Regions from separate parts of the Zea mays genome. Here all the other regions are linked to region 2. A link is a contact called in public Hi-C data. All regions are on one chromosome and are shown on one strand. The core of a region is the stretch at or near the end of the contact, and the rest is flanking DNA. Distances in the headings are between cores, read along the strand shown.

Region 1 (3,628 bases), core at 709-3,208, 190 kb after region 2:
AAGATAATCTGAAAAAAAGAAATTGGAATGGGTCTCAAGCCTGTTGCTTTTGTGGTTACGATGAATCAACCGATCATTTATTCTTTCACTGTCCAATTGCAAGATATGTGTGGAGAGTGATTCAAGTGGCCTTAAATTTGGCAGTCATTCCAAAAAGCATTAGCGATCTGCGTGCTGGCTGGTTGAGTAATCCTAAAGATAAAATATCCAACCTGCTTCTGTTTGGTTGTGGAGCGATGTTCTGGGCTATCTGGAGGACAAGAAATGATTGGTGCTTCAGTGATAAGACTCTGCTTGATCCGTCTAACGTATTTTTTCTTTGTTGCTTCTGGTTGGATTCCTGGGCTATTCGGCAGAAAGAGAAGGAAAAAAGGATGGTGGTTCAAGGAAGCAAGCTAATCCGAAAGATAGCAAGTGAAGCGTTTGGCGGGGCGTATGGGTGGTGTCCGAGGGACCGACGCATTTCTGGTTGATTTTGATGTTGATGTTGCGTGGTTGTGTTGCGCCTAAACTTCTGGACCTAGGTTGTGTAGCTAGCTTCTGCTGTTCCTCGCTTCTTAGCGATGATTTCTGTCTTTGTAATAAGAAATACTTATGGTCGTATTAGCTGCTCTGGACCTGTTCGTTACTAGGTCTCCTTACTCATCTAGAATGATATTGTAAGGTGATTTGGTAAGGTTTCGGTTATGCCGAGTTTGTGTCGGGACATCTGGTCAAGTTTGCTGGTTTTATGTAATGAACTCTTTCCTATTTTCTAATGAAATAGAGGGCTTTTGCCCATTGTTAAAAAAAATAAAACCAAAAAAACCCGGAAGTTTAAAAAAACGAATGCCCAGCTGTATCCGTAGGCATATATTATTGTGCCTATTGCTGGTAACGGATACGATAGGAGTGCTGATTAATCATTAAACACGCGAATGTGGTTTGAAAAGTGAAAACCCTCTACTCGTGCCGTCGTCACCAGTGTCCTACCGCCCAACCGTGCGCCGCACGCTGAGGTCACGGGACGCATCCGGCGGACGTCCGGGACCCTGCCCCGGCCCCGCCGGTGACCACTATGGCCACCGCTTCAGCTATGGCTGCATCTGTACTAGTATGTCATAGTTCATCTCCTGCAGCCACAGGCCCACAGCAGCGGTGGCCGAATAGGTCCGATCGACGGTCAAGACTCAAGAGGAGGGCACCGGACCGGCGATTAAAGCCCTGCGGTTTGCACATGCACCCTTGCGTCCCTGCGCAATTACAGCTGTTTAATCGTCGACAAAGCGGGAGTAATTTCGAAGTAAAGCCAGGATCCTGAGTTTAAGAAAGGCCCGCCGGGTGATGATGATTTCCCTTTCATCAGCACGGACCTCGTGCGCCGTACATGGCACACGGTTTCGTCCGTACATGGCCCCGTGATAAACAAACCATTCCCCGCAAGAAACAGCAAACAGGCACAGGCTCCCTCCTCCACTGTCCAGTGTCCACTCCTCGTCCCGAGAAGCAGACAAAGCGCGGCGCTGCAGATTTCGGTACGGTTCCCAATGCCTCCCATGCCCGCCGTCGTCCCGTGCTAGCACCCGGCGCCGCTCCTCCACCTGCCGCGTCGCGCCGCCTGGATCCGGCGGGCACGTGGCTAGGAGCCTCAGATCCGGGCGAAACCCAGCCTTCCGTGCGGACGTCTTCACTCTACCTCCAGACTGGCGGCTGCCATTTCCCCCCCTCTTCTTGCTGTTTTTTTTGGTGGGGGTGGGGGGTGGAATCTGCGGTGGAGTCTTGCCGTCGCTCGCTGTAAACGTAGAGCTCTCTCTCTCTCTCTTGGCGAGTAATCTTGGTTCTTGCTCCATTTCCGTGTTAGTGCTGGCGTGTGAGTGGCAAGGTTTACGTGTAAGATGTGGAAACAGTTCCTGAGCAAGCTGCCCCGGAGGTCGTCGGCCTCCGGGGACTCGGGACATTGCAGCAGTGGCGCCGGCATACAGCGCACGAGCAGCTGCGGCAGCATCCCGCCGGGCCGCCCCCCGGCCTCCGCCATTCGGCGCATGTCATCCGCCGTCTTCCCCTCGAGCGTCGTGGCTGGCATCGAGCCGCTGGTCTCGTTCAAGGACGTGCCCAGCTCGGAGAAGCAGAGCCTGTTCGTGAGCAAGCTGAGCCTGTGCTGCGTCGTGTTCGATTTCTCGGACCCGGACAGGAGTTCGGTGGAGAAGGATATCAAGCGGCAGGCACTGCTGGATCTTATAGAGTTCGTCGAGTCGACCAACGCTCGCTTCTCGGAGGCGGCGGTCGTGGCCTGCTCTAGGATGTGCGCCGTCAACCTGTTCCGGGCGTTCCCTGCAAGTTGCAGGTCTGGCGGCTCATCAGGCGTCGGTGAGTGCGACGAGGACGAGCCAATGTTCGATACTGGGTGGTGCCATCTGCACCTTGTTTATGAGCTGCTACTGAAGTTTATCGGATCCTCGTCCTTGGATGCAAAGATAGGGAAGAAGCACTTTGATCACTCGTTCATTGTGAAGCTCCTTGATCTTCTTCACTCCGAGGATCCAAGGGAAAGGGATTGCGTGAAAAACATTCTGCACAGGGTGTATGGGAAGTTCATGGTGCACCGTCCTTTCATTCGCAGAGCGGCGAGCAACGTATTCTACCAGTTCGTCTTCGAGACTGATCGACATAATGGGATCGCAGAGCTGCTGGAGGTCTTTGGCAGTGTCATTAGTGGGTTTGCACTGCCTCTGAAAGAAGAGCACAAGACCTTTCTTTGGAGAGTTTTGGTTCCTTTGCACAAACCAAAATCTCTTGGTGCGTACCTTCAGCAGTTGACCTACTGTGTGACACAGTTTATAGAAAAGGATCCAGAGCTCGCAAGCCCAGTGATAATTGGTTTGTTAAGGTACTGGCCAATAACAAATTGTCAGAAGGAAGTGATGTTTCTCAGCGAGATCGAAGAGATCTTGGAGGCTACCAGCCAGGCAGAATTCCAGAAATGTATGGCACCATTGTTTCGGCGAATTGCTCATTGTATCACCAGTGCTCACTTCCAGGTAACTTGCCCCAATAAATCTTATCTAGTAACTGTTGCAGTATGCATTTTCAGTATCCCAAGTGCCATATGGAATCAGATTCATTCTATATTACTTGTTCCTACCGCTTGCATTATAAACCTAATCTCATTGGTGGTAAGTTTAGAAAAAAAGAGTAGATTATAACTCAATCAGAGTTTTGTTGCTGTTGTCGTCGTTGCCTTAACAAGTTGCATGGTTTCAGGTTGCTGAAAGAGCGCTTTTCATGTGGAACAATGATCACATTGTCAGCTTGATAGCACAAAACCGCCAAGTGATCATGTCTCTTGTTGTTCCAGCGCTAGAGCAGAACATTCAGAATCACTGGAACCAAGCGGTCCTGAATCTGGCTGTGAATGTCAAGAAAATGTTTTCTGAGATGGATGGTGACCATTTCTCGTCGTGCCTGGCCAGGTACAAGGAGGAAGAAGAAAGACTTGTGTCGCTAGAAGCGAAGCGTAAACTTACCTGGGAGAAGCTTGAGTCAGCTGCAGCCTTCCAGCCAGTGACTGGCCAAACAGCCGTCCTAGTAGGCCACCAGCCGTCAGCAAATATGATCGCCAACCTGATCTTCTAGCCCATGCATGCCGAAC
Region 2 (3,217 bases), core at 93-2,592:
CCAAGGGAACCGCTCGGAGCCTCCCTAAGGCCGGACGAGCGCGGCAAAAAGAACAGAGAGAGACCAAGGGAACAGCTGGGAGCCTCCCTGCGGCCGGACGAGCGCGGCAAAAAAAAGAGAGGAAGAAGCACGGCGCAGTCAGCAATGGAGTTTTGGTGGCCGGATGTGTTACGAAACAGATCTTGAGAACACCCAGCCCAGGCCCCGTCACGCGCAGCTCAAGATCCACCGCGCCCAGCGCCACGCGGCAGGGCCCGTCCCCACGCCGACGTCGGATCCAGGTGAAGAACGAGGCGTCCACAGCGGCTCGGCGTCCAGAAAGGGGAAGAACGAGGTGAGCGCTGTGGGGAAGAAGAATGGAGGCGAACCACTGGGGAGCAAAGTGAAAAGTAGAAAGGGGAAGAACCTCACCGTGCTTGGAGGAGACGAGAGCCAGATCCAGGTGCGGCGGCGAGCAAGTGAGAGCCAGATCCAGGTCCGGCGGCGAGCAAGTGAGGTGAGAGGAGAAGTGGGGCGTGCGGCGGCCAAAACGAGCGCCCCAGGTGCGACGTAAAAATATACGGCGAGTGCTGTGAACCACGCCACACTTTTTGTGGCTGCCTAATATTAGGCATGAACCAAACACTTACCGACGAAAATGGGGCATGCCTAACCTTAGGTTGTGCCATCTGGGACAATGAACCAAACACACCCTAAATTACTTGATCGGCATACTCAAAGATGAATTCCTAGATCCGCCACTGCCTAGGCGCTGTCACGCTCTGTGAAGAGATCCTGTGGATTTGCGATATCCAAGTTTTTTTTAACCCAAACCGACCCGATGCATTTGGATTTCCTAGCAATGGATATCCGCGTCCAAACAATATCCATCCAAGCAAATCCGAAACGGGCTAAGTCCATTTGAAGTTCGGATGATCCAAATCCAATGTCACTTGCCACTTGGGTGGCGGTGGGCATGGACACGGAAGCACACAAATACAAGAAACAAAAGTAGTTGGCGGCCTCGACGAATAATAGTAGTGCCCCGCCCCTAACGCTACCCGGTGCCCGCGCCAGCCCGGCCCAGGAAGCCGGGACCCTGCCAGAGCGTCCGGGGTACGCACTGGGGGAACCGCCACCCGGCAACCGGGACGGCGCCCTTTGCTTCCGCGCTGCGTGCAGCAGAGCCCAGTCCGCCCGGGACGTGTCGCGCTTACGTGGACACGCTGCCAGACGGGCACAAACCACGAAACGGAACCCATTGATCGAGCCGAAGCCGATTGACGGCAGGCAGCCCATCGTCTCCCCTCTCCGGCTCTCCCCACCTCCTCTTTTAAAGACGACGCCACCGCCACCGCCACCCGGCCCTCCCTCGTCCCCAGCCTCGCCGTCCGGCGCTGCCCTGTCCCATCTCACCGCAGCTCGCTCCCACCTCGAGCCGCGAGCGCGCCCGTAGCAGTCTCAACGCGGGCACTCGCTTGCGTACCCCAGGCCGATCGACGAGTCCGCCCGGCCCGCGTCTCACGCGTGAGCCTGTTGCGCGCGGTGGCTTGTTGTTCGATCATATTCGTGTACGGGCACCCCGCACGGCCGGAGAATCACTTGCCAGCCCCAGCCCCGTTTTCCGGGGCTCCTCATCCCTCGCCTCGCCGGTACGTACGGTACGTTGCGCATGTGCCCCTGCATGTAGGAACAGTGGAATCGCCCTGCGCTCTTCTCGCGCTCTCCGATCCCTTCTCTCGGTCTCCTTTCTGTCCTTCGTTCCGCCGGCGGGCGATCCATGCATGCTCGTCGTTTGGTTCGATTTGTTGGCTTGGCAGTTTCGGACTTTCGGTGCTGCCGCGGCGCGGCCTGCTAATTTGGCGGCTTGCATACCTCCCTCCCCCTCTGCTCTGGACAGGTGTTGCTTCCCGGAGGTTTCCGCTGCCGCTGCGTGCCGGTGCCGCGGGCAGGCGCAGGAGGCTCTCGGCTGTTTCCTTAGCGTGCCATCGTCCATGGAGGCGAAGCAGCGCCCGCGGCACGGCGAGGAGAGGAGGCCGCCGGCGACGGACAACGGCGGCGGCGGCGGCGAGGAGTACGACCCATGGACGGCGTGGCTCTACAAGCCGCACACCATCTCGGTGCTCCTCGTCGGCGCCTGCCTTCTCATGTAAGCAACCGCCCTCGAATTCTCCTCCTCTATCCTGCTCGCGCCCACACAGGGAGAGCCCTACGTATCTGGTTTCGCTCGCCTCTTGCTAGTTGCTACCGTGTTCGTACTACGACCCCGCTTGACCCGAGGGTGCCATTTTTACGGGGGCGAAAGCAAACGGCCTGTCTCTGTGCTGTGTGCTTGCCAAAGTACCAGAGCTGCCAGGGACAACGCCAGGTGCTGCAGCAGTGTCAGAGCTGAGACGCTGCCATGCACTTTGTATGTTTTCCCCCTCTATTTTCTGAAGAAAAAAATATAGCTTTTCGGTTGGAATTTAGTGGATAATTAATTATGTGCGAAAGCATCGAAGCTACCGCACTATCAATGGTGGCACGTCAGGATACGACTGGCTGTGGAGAGCCACAGCGCTGGTTAAGTATCTCAACCCAAATTGTTCTGAAATTTCCATGAAAACGAAGTTGTCTGAAAATTGCTCCCAGAACAGCCACTAACACCCTGCTTCTTGCGAGGAAGATACCAAGCAATAAGCTTGGACCTGAATCTAAGGTACAACCATTAGCTGGCTAACCCCAATCCAAAGTTATCCCAGAGACGGGGCTGCCCAGCGGTGGATACCATACCAACCGTACTGACCAAATGTGGGGGCGCGCTTTCTCGCGGTGCCATCTCATCAACTGGCCTCTCGCATACATTCAACTAACTGTTCTTGCCTTTCAGCTGGGCAAGTGGAGCACTCGATCCTGAAGGCGCTGCTGCTCACAGTAGCTTGACATCAATCAAGAGGTATGGCTGAATCGTCGTCAGGATTTAATTATGACTTTTGTTTAGGCAGGCAGCACTAACTTTCAAAAGTAGGAATAAAGAAAAGAAGGAATAAAGAAAAGGATGATCAGGCCACTGCTCGTGTTCCGTTCTGATGCTGTCTTTTTGGACTCGAGCTGTTTTTACCTTCACAGCATTGCACAATGATTGGAGAGAGTGAGAGTGATGCTGCTGACTCATCTTCTTACCGAAACTTTCCAGGGGTGTCTGGGCTATGATTGCAGCCTTCCTTGCCTACTGCACGCTTCAGGCACCTTCAACGTG
Region 3 (3,422 bases), core at 269-2,768, 140 kb before region 2:
CATTTCCAACTTCCTGTTTTTCGATTCTGACCAAACAAAAAATTATACGGGTGAAAACAGAGAGGGTTTTTCCGACCGTTTTCATCCCTTTGTGGGTGGCACCAGGTTGAAGACGGATGACAGAAAAACTGAAGTCTCAGATGCTCGGGAATTTGCATCTTGATTTTTTATTCAATGTTGTGGGGCCCACCTGAATTTTGCTCCAGACCTTATATGCAACGGAGGTGGCCTTTGAAATACATGGGATACACCTTACGGGCGAGGTCACCCATAAACATTTGTGATGCCCTAAGCCCCTAAGGGATAGTTCTCACCTCTACAGAATAAAAGATTCATATGAGATAACTGCTCAGGAGTCAGGGCTCATGGATAACAGTATGAACTTCACTGTTCGTCAAGCATCATGGAATCCAATCCCTAGTTCCTAGGCCTAGCGATGTAATAGCATGAAGAACAAAGCAGATCCAGTTAATTCAACATAAATCAGAGCTATTGACAGGTCATTAAACTGTTAACATTTACTAAATCTCTCTCGAGTGACCCCCACAACTTGTAGGAAAAATATTTCAGGTTATCATCTCGCAACTCCCTTCTTCGTCTCTGATCAACACACTTTAAATAGTCTATAGTCTAGCCAAGTGCAACACTTAACACCACAAAACCCTTTGCACACCAAACACACCTAGCAGATCTAAGGAATAGTTATCACTTCTCGACAGAATAAAAAAGTCTTGGCAGATACTGCTCAGTGCTCATGGATAACAGTATGAACTTCACTATTTGTCAAGCATTGCGGAATTCAATCCCTAATCCCTAGGCCTAGCAATGTAAATGAAGAGCAAATCAGATCCAGATTATTATGAGTAGCAGGGTTCAACTAGCCATCTATAGAAAGGAGCAATTCACATATCACAAAGTTTACTAAATCCCTCTCTTGTGACCTCCACAACTAGGATGACTGCAAGTTGACATAAAATTTGTAGGAAAAGATATTTCAAGTTATCAACTCACAACTCCCTCCTTCCTCTCTAATTGGCATTTAAACACTCTATAATCTAACTTTTACAAGCAAAACTCCCCATTACACAAGGGATGTAAACTACCTGAGGTTGGGCTACCAGTTCAAAAGATCTCGCTAAATCCAGATCAAAACTAACATTAAACTAAGCGCACCTCCAGATCGGATCGAGCGCGTGGGGAGGCCAGAGGGGGAGGAAGCTAGAGAGAGACACACCTGTAGTAGACGGACTTGACGTTGCTGGTGAGGTTCTCTGCCTGCAGGATCGGGACATCGTCAGTTGAAACGCCACCGGCCGCCGCCATCGCCGTGACTGTTTCGCGGGAGATTCGGACGCAGAGGTTGGGGCGGAATCACGGAGGGTACAGCGGAACGGCGCTCGCCGGCGAGGAGAAGGCAGGACGTCGGCGGCGCGGCGTTCGTCGGCGGTGGGGGTCGATGCGGCGCTCGCAAATCGCAAGGAGGCAAGGTGCTAGCGAGAGAAAAAAACGAGAAAAGGTCCTTCCGGACTGTGTTATCAGGGACGTTTGGAATACGGGATTTTTTAACTGCTTCTCGTATTTTCCAGTGAAAATGCGCTGGATGAGATTTCTACAAAAAAAAAAAATAGAGGCAGTATCATTGTCTCATGGATGATACCCTGAGTCTCGCAGTTGTATTTGTCACTTCAAGATAAAAAAATTACTCCCTATTATTTAACGTTTTGGATAAAGTTTAAATCGAGCTTATAAGATTTTAACTACAAATAACTATTTTGTTATTTAGTTTTAAAACCTAATATTTATATACATCAATTTATCTTAAAAAGTATTTTTATAAAAATATAAATGTATTGAGACTTTATTTATATCTAAAAAAATATTGGTCAAAGCTATATTTTAAATATCGTGTCATTGTTCTATTGTTCTAAAGGACAACTAATATGACGAAGTACTTCTTACTCCGTCCTAAATTATAATTCATTTTAAATTAAATATACATTCATTAGTCAACCTATAAATATATTTTGTGGATGTCTATATCTATTATTATTTATTCGAAGATGTATGGGAAAAAGAATATTAGAAAGAACAATATTTTAAGAAGGATGGAGCATATTGAAGTAGTACCATGGAATGGATTATATATGATGGTAAATAAGGTACACAATTAGACTAATATTCTATAAATGACCCTTTCACAAGGAGTTGATTTTACCATGTGTCTCGGGACGTTTTAGTAAAATGGATCGAGATAGAACTAGTTGTATTTAGGTCATATTTATTTGAGATAGAGCTTTTGGAGCTTTTAATGTTGCTGGGTTCTTTTATTCTGAGAAGCCAATAATAATTTTTGATGATATTATCAGTTAGCTAAAGAAATCGTATAAGAGCATCTCAAGGGACTATTTATTTTTTGCTCTCTGTTTGACTCTTTATTTACTTTTTTATAAATATTACATTCTCTATGTAGCATCTAACTCTAACAGATTATCTATCTAGTTTTGCTAGTCGTGTGGCTAGCCAAATTTGGCTAGTGAGAGGCTAATTTGGAGAGTCGGATAGCTTGGCGAGTCAGATAGATAGTCTGTTGAAGATTTTTTTTTGGTGTTGAGTAGCCAAAATTTGGCTTGACGAGCTATTTAAATAGTTTCTTGGAGATGCTCTAAGAGCATCTTCTTTATTTTTTTTCTCTATATTTAACTTTCTATTTACCTTTTGTCGGCGTTTCGACCCCGGGGGTCCCTGGACCGACGAGTAAATTTGTCGTTGCGCGTCCCAGCCTAGATGGGTTGGCACGAGATGGAACACAAGGGGGAAAACGTGGCTTGTGTTATCCCGCGCCAGGGGGTGTGCTCGTAGTAGGGGTTACAAGTGTTCGCGAGAGAGAGAGTGAGCCTATTCGTCAGCCCGTTCTCCCGCGCGACCCTCCCGCATGAAGGCCCTGGACCTCCCTTTTATAGATGCAAGGAGAGGGTCCAGGTGTACAATGGGGGTGTAGCTAGGCGCTAACGTGTCTGGTAGAGAGGTGCCTGAGCCCTGTGTACATGCCAACGTGGCTGTTGGAGAGGTGCTAGAGCCATGTGTACGCGGTATCGTGGTCGTCGGAGGAGTGCCAGAGCCCTGTAGAAGCACAGCTGTCGGTGCTGTTGGGACCTTGCTGACGTCTCCTTGCTTCCGTAGGAGGCTGAGAACCACTGTCGCCATGGACGCACGCGGGGAGCCATCATTACTTGTTACCGAGGCGAGCCAGATGGGACGCCGGTCTTGTCCTCCCGTAGCCTGAGCTAGCTAAGGGTAGGGTAATGATGTATCCCCCGTGGCGCGGTCAGTCCGAGCCCAAGGTCGGGCGAGGCGGAGACCTCCTTCCGAGGCCGAGGCCCAAGGTCGGGCGAGGCGGAGCTTCCTGTTGCGCCAAAGGCTGA

Evidence for each region. Hi-C and Micro-C count contacts between places; a contact is called where the count stands out from the background.
Region 1: a Hi-C map of leaf shows a contact between it and region 2, with 7 times the contacts expected there. The contact joins the promoter of LOC100279581 here to the promoter of LOC100191625 in region 2. A contact is called at or near these places in 4 of 25 Hi-C or Micro-C datasets (bundle sheath, leaf and leaf mesophyll).
Region 3: a contact with region 2 is called in a Hi-C map of leaf, with 8 times the contacts expected there. The contact joins the promoter of LOC100383916 here to the promoter of LOC100191625 in region 2. A contact is called at or near these places in 15 of 25 Hi-C or Micro-C datasets (bundle sheath, ear, endosperm and 4 more).

The regions. Positions count from the first base shown.
Region 1 is chr8:67,732,672-67,736,299 of Zm-B73-REFERENCE-NAM-5.0, forward strand. It overlaps LOC100279581, which reads left to right and starts at 1,959. Exons shown (of 2, transcript NM_001152578.1): 1 at 1,959-3,017; 2 at 3,241-3,628. The coding sequence starts at 2,022. The coding sequence ends at 3,612.
Region 2 is chr8:67,545,396-67,548,612 of Zm-B73-REFERENCE-NAM-5.0, forward strand. LOC100191625 (CDP-diacylglycerol--serine O-phosphatidyltransferase 1) reads left to right here and starts at 1,343. Exons shown (of 13, transcript NM_001365505.1): 1 at 1,343-1,640; 2 at 1,880-2,128; 3 at 2,849-2,914; 4 at 3,155-3,214. The coding sequence starts at 1,974.
Region 3 is chr8:67,404,036-67,407,457 of Zm-B73-REFERENCE-NAM-5.0, forward strand. It overlaps LOC100383916 (Rab5-interacting family protein), which reads right to left and starts at 1,519. Exons shown (of 4, transcript NM_001355672.1): 1 at 1,235-1,519. The coding sequence starts at 1,323.